Linked DNA regions of Zea mays: region 2 is linked to region 1. A link is a contact called in public Hi-C data. All regions are on one chromosome and are shown on one strand. The core of a region is the stretch at or near the end of the contact, and the rest is flanking DNA. Distances in the headings are between cores, read along the strand shown. Region 1 holds the start of LOC103635931 (putative serine/threonine-protein kinase-like protein CCR3). Region 2 has its middle 15 kb from the start of LOC103635933.

Region 1 (4,878 bases), core at 913-3,412:
AACCTATCAAGTTGTACCTGGTGTATGTAGGATTTAGCGTTATATATGTAGCATTTGCAGATCTGACGTCAGAGCGAAACAGCAAAACAATTTAGTCCCGAGCAAAGTTGGGGTACGTAGATCAAAGTTAGATCACACTTGCCATATATAAATTTGAAAGATTAGTTTTATTTATTTATTTATTTGTATCACTTGTATACACTCATGGATACATTTAATATCTGATCTTTAATTCACTCAGTCTGATACAAATGTGTCTTTAATTCGAAGTCAATAAGGGCATGTACAATGAATGTCTTAAGTTGTGTCTTAGAGTGTGTCTAAAAGGGTGAATGTAAAAAAACTCAAGACATGTATCTTGACGAATATATAATGTCTTGACTCTATGTTCGAGACAGAAGACTAGCTAATTGGTCACTTTAATTTATTGAATGCTATGATTGGTACAATGAATATGGTAAGATACATGTTTTAGACATGGCCACCGTATTATGTTATATTTTAGTTGTGTCTTATACTTGGAAGGTCGTGCAGCAGTGTCTAGGTTGTACATGTCCTAACCCTAATTTCCTGCTGGGAACCGGTCTGGAAACAAGCTGTGGTCTTATTCAACGCTATAGCCAGTACTTTTTATGCAAGCTACCTTTGTATTGTTTTTATTATTATTTAGGGAGAGAGAGAAGCACAGATAAGAAAAGTTGAAGGTCAAGTTCCAATCCGACCGGTCAGATACCGTTATTAGCGTCCAATCCGTGGCATGGAATGGAATCGACGACGATGCCTGTGTGTGTGTCTCTCTCTCTCCATGGATTTTGACGGTTATTAGCGTCTATCTCCATCATCGGCTTCCTAGCTAGTGGTAACTTCACCTGTGCCAAGTGCGAACACAGGCATCGTCAAAATCTACCGGTGCGTGGCAACCCTAGCAAGCAAGTGGTCGATACGATACGCATAGGAAAGAAACGAAAGGACAGGCAACGAACGTGTTGGAACCGGAATCAGGGCGAGCGTGAGAGATCCAGCTCCATCCTGCTCCTCTTTTTCCGCACCATACTCTCATTGCTGCTCCATCCTGCTGCTGCCTTCGCGGCCCCCATGATTAGCAGCCCCCAGCACCACGTCGCCGTTCAAACTCACAACCTTTTCCTTCCGGCATTGAAGAGCATGCATGATGGCAATCATCATGCTACTTTAATACGGAGTATTTTCTACCTCCCGGAGAGAAGCTACTACGAGTGTGTTGTTCATGTCATGTTGCCTTGAGAGCAGCAGTGTGGACGATGGAAACAGGGCGGGTCGAAAGCGAATTCAAGCAGCAGGTGCCAAACCAACCAACCACCCTACGTCCGCATCTGCAGTGTGAACATCTACTTCCATATATATATATACACATACCACGATGGATCTAATCGTCTAGCTACAAACGAAACGCTCCCAAGTTTCTCATGTAGTAGTTGCATTGTACGGGGTTAGCAATGCGTGTTTCTTCGTGGTTTATTACGACCGTCGGTCTTCGTTCTGCAGCTAATAAATATATATCGGAATAATACACACGCGCTAAAAGCAGCGAAGCTGCAAGCCCTATAATTAATACAACCTCTAGATTATGAATGTATAGCACCAAAACGGCTCTATATTAAACACCTACCGTACATGTCCTCATGTTGAATGGTAATTATACATTTTACATTTACATGCTATTAAGGCAATATACGATGCAATAATAATTATCGAGGTGAAGATCGCGAGCCAGACTTCGAAATGAGCCTAGCCTATGTCTTTAGCTCATTGATGCAATAATAATATTTCTGGTTAGCAGGAAACTTTCTCATTGTTGTACCTGCTGCAGATTTCTTCCTCTGCCCCTTCGCCGTATATTTATTGGGTGAAGAAGACGACAGCCGTAAAAACCACGAAGAAACACGCCCCGTACAACTACATGCCGACGAACGGGAGGAGGAAAAGCCATTGACGGACACATAGGAGCTGTTACTGTTAGGAACAGAGCAGAGCAGAGCACGGCACGGCACCAAACGAAAAAGCCCACGCGGAAGCGGAGACGGCGTCCAGGTCGTGCCCACCCCCCGACAATTCAACAGCAGCACCCGCCGGCCGCCGCGTGTTCTCTCCACCTTTTTTTCTTCCGCGCGCTTTTAGTCCATTTCGTCCGCGCGCTCCTCAGTTCCGTCTCCACGCGCCGCGCCTCGCCTCGCAGATGTCGGCGGCCGCCGCAGGGGCGCGCTCCTCCTCCACCTCCACCCAATGACCCCGCGGCCGCGCCTCCTCCTGCTCCTCCTCGCCATTGCCTTGCCCGCCGCCTCCGCCGCGTCCACGCTCGCCGTCTCGGCCTCCTCCACCTCCCCCACCGTCTGCGGCGTCGCCGAGCCCAACGGCACCGTCTACTGCGCGCCGCTCCAGGGGCCCTCCAGCTCCAACTCCGCCAGCCCCGTCGCGCCGTCCGCCATCGCCTTCGCGGAGCTCTCCGCGGGGCGAGGCTTCGTGTGCGGCCTGCAAGCGGGGGGCGCCGCGCTCTTCTGCTGGCCGTCCACGCCGGCGCCGCAGTGGGGGCAGCTCCGGCGGCTCTACAACGGGCCCGCCCCGCTCGCGGACCTCGCCGTCGGCGGCGGCCACGTCGCGGCCTACGACGCCTCCGGGAAGGTGGTCCTATGGTGGCGCGGCGGGGGCCGGTTCCCCGCGCGGGCCGACGGCGCGTTCCGCTCCCTCGTCTCCGGGGACGGCTTCTCCTGCGCCGTCCAGGCCAACGCGTCCGCCGCCGTCCGCTGCTGGGGCCCGCAGGGTAGCGCCGTGCAGGCGGGCCTCGCCAACGCGTCCGCCGCCCCGTACCTCGCCGCGGGGGGCGCCCGCGCCTGCGCCGTGCTCGCCTCCGGCGCCGCGCTCTGCTCGGGCTCGGACGCCTCCGCCGGCGCCCTGCCGCGGGACCTCTTCGGCTACGGCCTCGCCGTCGGCGACTCCCACGCGTGCGCGCTCCGCCGGCCCGACCACACCGCGGTTTGCTGGACCCTCGGGGGACCCACCACCACCCTGTACGAGCCGGCCCTGGGGATCTCCTTCGCCTTCCTCGTCGCCGGCGGCAACTTCACCTGCGGCGTCGCGTCCAGCGACTTCAGCGTGTACTGCTGGTCCGCGGGCGCCGTGGCCGCGCCGGTGCCGCTCCCGAGGATCCGCCCGGGCGTCTGCGTCAGCGACGACAGCTCATGCCGCGGGTGCGGCTTCATGTCGCAGTCGCAGAAGTTCTGCGGAGGCTCCGGCGGGATCTGCGACGCCCTCTGCGACGATTCGCCGCCGCCGCCTGCTCCCGCACCCCCTTCTCCGCCGCCGTCGTCGAGTAGACGCGTGTCCAAGGCCTGGATCGCGTTCTGCGTGGTCGGCGCGGTGGGTGGTTTCGCGGGGCTCTGCTCCATCGTCTACTGCCTCGTCTTCGGCTTCTGCAGCAACAAGCGGGTGCACAACTCGGTGCAGCCCAACATCAGTGCCGCCGCCGCCGGCACGGGTGCCGACAACAACGGCGGCGGCGGAGGTGCCGCAGCCTCCGGGAGCCCCTACGGGTCGCCGAACGGGTCGCGGGCGCGCGGCCTGTTCCGGCGGCAGCTGTCGCGCGCGATGACGCGGCAGCGCAGCGGGCCGTCGTCGTTCAAGGACCCCGCCGAGGAGTTCACCTTCGCGCAGCTGGAGGCGGCCACCAAAGGGTTCGCGCTGGAGGCGAAGATCGGGGAGGGCAGCTTCGGCACCGTGTACCGGGGCAAGCTCCCCGACGGGCGCGAGGTGGCCATCAAGCGCGGCGAGTCAGGCCCCCGCGCGCGCCGGTTCCAGGAGAAGGAGAGCGCGTTCCGGTCGGAGCTGGTGTTCCTGTCCCGGCTCCACCACAAGCACCTCGTGGGCCTGGTGGGCTACTGCGAGGAGGCGGAGGAGCGGCTGCTGGTGTACGAGTACATGAAGAACGGCGCGCTCTACGACCACCTGCACCCCAAGGCCTCGGCGGCGCCGTCGCCCGTGGCGTCGTCGTGGAAGCTGCGCATCAAGATCCTGCTGGACGCGTCCCGCGGCATCGAGTACCTGCACTCCTACGCCGTGCCGCCCATCATCCACCGCGACATCAAGTCGTCCAACATCCTGCTGGACGGCGGGTGGACGGCGCGCGTGTCGGACTTCGGGCTGTCGCTGACGGGGTCCCCGGAGCCATCGTCGGAGGAGTCGCGGTCGCAGCAGCTGGCGGTGACGACGAAGGCCGCCGGCACGGTGGGGTACATGGACCCGGAGTACTACGGGCTGCACCACCTGACGGTGAAGAGCGACGTGTACGGGTTCGGTGTGGTGATGCTGGAGTCGCTGACGGGGCGGCGCGCCATCTTCAAGGAGGCGGAGGGCGGGAGCCCCGTGAGCGTGGTGGACTACGCGGTGCCCAGCATCATGGGCGGGGAGCTCGGGAAGGTGCTGGACCCGCGCGCGCCGGAGCCCGCGGCGCACGAGGCCGAGGCGGTGGAGCTGGTGGCGTACACCGCCGTGCACTGCGTCCAGCTGGAGGGCAAGGACCGCCCCGCCATGGCCGACATCGTGGCCAACCTGGAGACGGCCTTCGCGCTCTGCGAGGGAAGCGACCGCGACCGCGGGACCGGCGCGTTCGGGAACAGCTCCTCCAGCGCCAGCCTCTCCGTCACGTCCATGGACCGGTCGGGAGCCCTGGCCTGAGCTGAGCCTGACGGACGGACGGATGGATGAGTCCATTCTTTTCCGGTTTTCGTTCATGCATCAACCGCCGCCCATGGCGAAGGGAGGGTGGTCGAATTCATTGCCGTTCATTCTTCATTCCTCGTTGCGAGGTGTGTGATTCTGTCACACGTTTTGTTCATGGTGAATGTA
Region 2 (4,878 bases), core at 1,076-3,575, 39 kb before region 1:
ATAAAGACACCATTTACCGCATTTCCTCTCTTTTGTATTTTTTTACGTGTATTCTCTTCTCCACTAGACAGATTTGCCCTTCTCTCATTCTATCGTTGAGATATCGCTGTTCTTGTTAGTCTCCTGTACGCAGCGCCGCAGAGGTCAAGCTGAACGAGGGAGCGCTCAAGCTCTTCCTCCAATGCATTCCTCTTGCTGGTGGGCAAGCTTGCTCAGACCATCGACCATGGTTTTGATGGTCACTGCGCGACGGCCACCACCGCACCGGACTTCGCCACAGAGGAGCAGTCCGCGCGCGTCCGCCGGGCTCGGCCAGAGAAGAGCAGAGAGAAACGCAGTTGAACCAGGAGATAGAGACGAACGATTGAAAGTAGAAACCCGGGGCAGGGGCAATTTTGACTCTTAGATGATAAATACATGGAAACAAATTATAAAAAGGAATAATACACCTTAAATGATAGTATAATCAATTAGAATATATTTATAGTCCCTTTTTTACGAAGAAAATCTTTCAAATGGCATTTGTGCGAAGCGTAATGTTTAGAGTCCCAAATATGCAATTATCTCGATATCAAATATAGAGCTCTCAATTTACATAGGAGGACTGCCTTGTGAAGTGGACAACGAGTCCAGTCTTGACATTGATGGAGAATAAAGCATTTATTTTCTGAAGGAGTTTGGAGAACCTAGTTCTGGTAAAATTTCTTCGCCAATAAGACCATTGCAAATATTTGTATTTGCCAGTGCATAATTTGCGCTAATAGCAGTACCGGACAACCAAGTAAATGAGCCATTTCGTGACCCCATCATGGTATTAGTCCCAAACATACCATGTTCTTCTTAGGAGAAATGTCTTGTCATCCCCATGAACATTTTCAGGAGACAAGCTCTGATAAGAATCACAGTGGTATCCAAAGCTCACATTGAGACCGCTACAACTCTTGACATGTTTTCGTGTGCATCCCTAGCAAGTGCACAGAGGCCAGAACTTAGACTCCCTGTCATCTAAATAACGAAGTATTCCTTCCTGTTAACATGGTACTACCTCCATCCCTAAAAAATGTAATTTTAGGTTTGAACCGGTCAAAACTCTACTAAGTTTATGAAAAATAGTATCAACATCTATTACTTCAAACAAATATAATATGAGAATATATTTCATGATGTATCTAACGTAAATAAAAAAATTGGCATCATAGAAATTAAAAGCTTTTTGTATAAATTTTGCTGAATTTGAGATGAATTGATGAAAAAGAACACTGGAATGCTATTCTTTCTAGGATGGAGGAAGTACGTTCGTTTGACTATTTTTTTTTTTTGTCTCCTAGATTTAAGAGCATGGAAATTACATATCAGGTGCCAATCACCATTGAAATAAGAGAAGTCAAGTCAGACTTGTGCAGGTTGTCATATTTTTTGTTTATATTTTTGAATAAATATTTTAAATAAAACGGGTGGTTAAAGTTTTCGATATATATTTGTGAATGAAGGTAGTATTGTTTAAAAAAAAATCAGAGAGAAAGAGGAGGAGAGAATCAGTGAAGTGCAAACAAAATTGAAGGTCAAGTTCCAATCCGACCAGTGGATTGAGTCGAGTCAGACATGGCATGCTGCCGTCGAATAAACCAGCATGGACAAGGTCGGCCTATCCATGGCATGGGAAATTAAATGGAAGCTTTGCTTTGACGACGGTGTCTCTCGCCTGGATTCTGGATTTGACGATTCCTGTCCTGTGGTTCCATTCCTACTGGTTCTGATTCCTACGCTTCATCAGTCAGTCCCTGTGAGGGACCAGACGATGCGGGGAGGGATCGGAAAAAGGAACAGGCAACGTGCAGGGATGGAGGGATCGGAATCATTGCTGCCAAATACGTAATTTCTCATTCAAACTGACCTTTCCTTGAAATGCGAAGAGGCAAATACTTCCCATTCACATGATGAAAGGCATGCTGCTTCAATTCTGAAACTGTGCGGTGGTGGGACAACTGGAGCCATGGCACGGATCGGAGGAGCTACGGGTGTGGTGTGGTGTGGTGTGGTGTGGACGATGGGAACAGACAGGGCAGTGGAAAGCTTGTTGATGCTCCAGGGAAGCGTACAAGTCTGCATGCGTCCACACGGCAGATCGCACACACGAGCACGGGAGATTATTCAGTTCTGTTCTCACAGGGACAGGGATCCACCGTTGCTATGTATGTATACACACTAGTCTAATACCCACGCTAACACAACAGTCCCAGAGAGAGACAGTGAGGGACCGGCAGCGGTGGCGCGAGGGAGGAGAGGACAGTATTAGGCTATCTGCAGCGCACCACCCTTCCATCCTCTCCCCTAACACTGCTCACGTCATAGCGACTGCAGTAACCACGCTATCACCCGCACCGCTGCTCCCTACCTTGCACCCTACCGAGCGTCTCCCTTCTCTCTCACATCAGATCAAGGGGATACTGTGCCAGCCCCCTTCCGTCAAAATCCGTGCACGCCAGTATTTTTTAGTTGAGAAAAAAGTGGTAATGAATGATGAATAGGTATGGAAAATAATATTTATAGTTATAGTGGGATATAGAGAGAGTATTTAGGGGAAACCGCTGCGGGAGATGAAAAAATAGGGGAGAAAATAGAGGGGAAAAGTGATATAGGGGAAAAAAATTTAGGGATAACGGTTGCGGATAGCCTTAGGGACATTTTGGCAGTGAAGAGAAAAAAATCCCTTGGAAACTAACCCAGGAGGGGATTTTATATGCCACCTTAGACTAGCCGCAGCGGTAGACGCTGCCTCTCCCCCTCCCCTTGCATGCGGCGCGTAGGGGGCACCCTATGGCCGCAGCGGTGCCCCCTACAACGCCCCCTACGTGTCGGTCCCCTTCTCTCTCCCCCCAGATTTAGCGTGTCACTGTTCATCACCCTAAACACTGTGCTGTGGGTCCACGACTAATTGTTAGTAGAAAAAAAAATTGATAGTTGATATAGAAAATGATATTTTATAGTGGTAGTGGGGTATAGAGGGAGTATTTAGGGGGAACCGCTGCGGGAGATGAAAAAATAGGGGGGAAAATAGGAGGAAAAAGTGATATAGGGGGAAAAATTTAGGGGTAACGGTTGCGGATAGCCTTATTTCCCGGAGAGAATCTCCCCTCCCAGGTATATTTTCCTGGCATTGTTTGGAAAGAAAGGTGCTAAATACCCCTCTTGAGCAAAAAAATACATCAAAAATTTAGAAAAAATCAAACAAAAATAAGGAATATTTAGAAAACTCATAAACAATAAAACATCACTAAAAATCCAGAAATATGAAGCATGTATCAATACTACAATGCCCGTTTAATATCATCATCACATAATATCATCTAATATTCAACGAAGCTAATCCATCCATCATCACATCACATAATATCATCATCTCCATTCACACGTACAGATAGACAATATAGTATAAAAATGGAGTACTAGGAAGTTTGGCAGTAGAATAAGACATCTAAAACATGAACGTCACAAGTCAACTTTATGCGTTTTAGTGTCATGCCAGCTTCCTTCTCCATGTCCGCTTCATGTGTTGCTTCCACTTAACACACTGCAAGTAACACCAATTGACACACATTTTAGTTTATATGGTTACACAATTATATAGTTCAATGCTAGTAGCATAGCATAGAAGTGTGATTAAACAATATATAGCAGTAGGAGTTAGTAGATGAAATGAATCAATTTAGTATATACACAATGAACATTATCTTAGAAAGACTAGGTGTGAAGTAAATGTGAAATACAAAAGCATATTATATATATACACGATTGCAAATTCTTGGTATATGTTAAACCAAAGGTCAGATAAGTTGTTAATAATGCACTGGCTCTCTACTAACTTAAGCATCTAGTGAGTTATACTTATATGGAGTTAAGCTTAAGCCTCAATCACAAGTCACAGTGGAAGATTCAGCATGATAACAAAGTCAAGCATACTTCAATTATGTAACAGCCAAGCATGTAAACTGGATTGAAATTTCAGTTATTAAACAGATTGGAGTACTTCATACTTCAATTATGTAACAGCCAAGCATTAAGCTTCCTTAGCTAGACGCCTAGAAGCACTGTAAGCCCATCTCTTATAACCAGCAAGTTCAGACTCCAATTGCATACTCCAATCAGCAAGTTCAGACTTCAGACCATATTTTATTTTATTTTATTAAAAAAACAAGACAAAAATAACCAGTTTGTAATACAGTGAATACCTGTAAGCCCATCTCTTCATCGCCACATTCACCTCACATGCCAACATCACGTTTTGTGAAAGTGACCCTTTCCTATTTCGGTAAGGAGGAGCCTTATCTTCTGCAATGGTGATAGGTACATGGGTTCCGTCAATTGCTCCAATGCAATTCTGTATAAAAGGAGAGGAAATTTAGGGCATGTTAAAGGGAAAAAGTTAAGGAAATCATGTTTACTATTGATAGGTCACCTAAAAAAAGGGCATGAACCTAGAATCAGTTATAATTTTTGGATGTGTCTGGATAGAATTGGGAAGCTTCACGAATCGCTGAGTTAGAGTGGGAACTATATCGAAAACTTCTGATATTTTTCGATGGATAGTCTCTCCACTATGTTGGAAAGCCTTTTGAAGCATTTGGTTACTGGCATTGTGGGAGATCATATACATAAACATCCCAAGCTGCTCTTCGACGTTAACTCCTCGTGTATCACGTAACAAACCCTCTCTTCTAAGGAATTCTGATGTGGCTCTAAATATTTCTGGCTCCATTCGAAACTCGGACTTGCACCAACTCTCATGCCCTTCAAGAATCTCCTTAACCTTTTGGGCACCAGAGAGAGAGGAGGTATGGATAGACCTTTTCTCTTCAGAGAGGAATGGAAGTATAGCAG

What was found. Hi-C and Micro-C count contacts between places; a contact is called where the count stands out from the background.
Region 2: a contact with region 1 is called in a Hi-C map of leaf, with 2.5 times the contacts expected there. The contact joins the enhancer-like site here to the promoter of LOC103635931 in region 1. A contact is called at or near these places in 10 of 25 Hi-C or Micro-C datasets (ear, leaf, seedling and 2 more).

What each region holds. Positions count from the first base shown.
Region 1 is chr8:134,761,482-134,766,359 of Zm-B73-REFERENCE-NAM-5.0, reverse strand. It overlaps LOC103635931 (putative serine/threonine-protein kinase-like protein CCR3), which reads left to right and starts at 2,162. Exons shown (of 1, transcript XM_008658303.4): 1 at 2,162-4,878. The coding sequence starts at 2,263. The coding sequence ends at 4,707.
Region 2 is chr8:134,801,063-134,805,940 of Zm-B73-REFERENCE-NAM-5.0, reverse strand. It overlaps the pseudogene LOC100381859 and the pseudogene LOC103637296. Among protein-coding and RNA genes, the nearest start is that of LOC103635933, 15 kb to the left of the region's middle. Within about 2 kb of position 2,325, at least 14 of the 20 cell types and tissues checked have an H3K27ac peak or open chromatin away from gene starts, as enhancers often do. A contact at or near this core is called in ear, leaf and seedling, where this site is marked.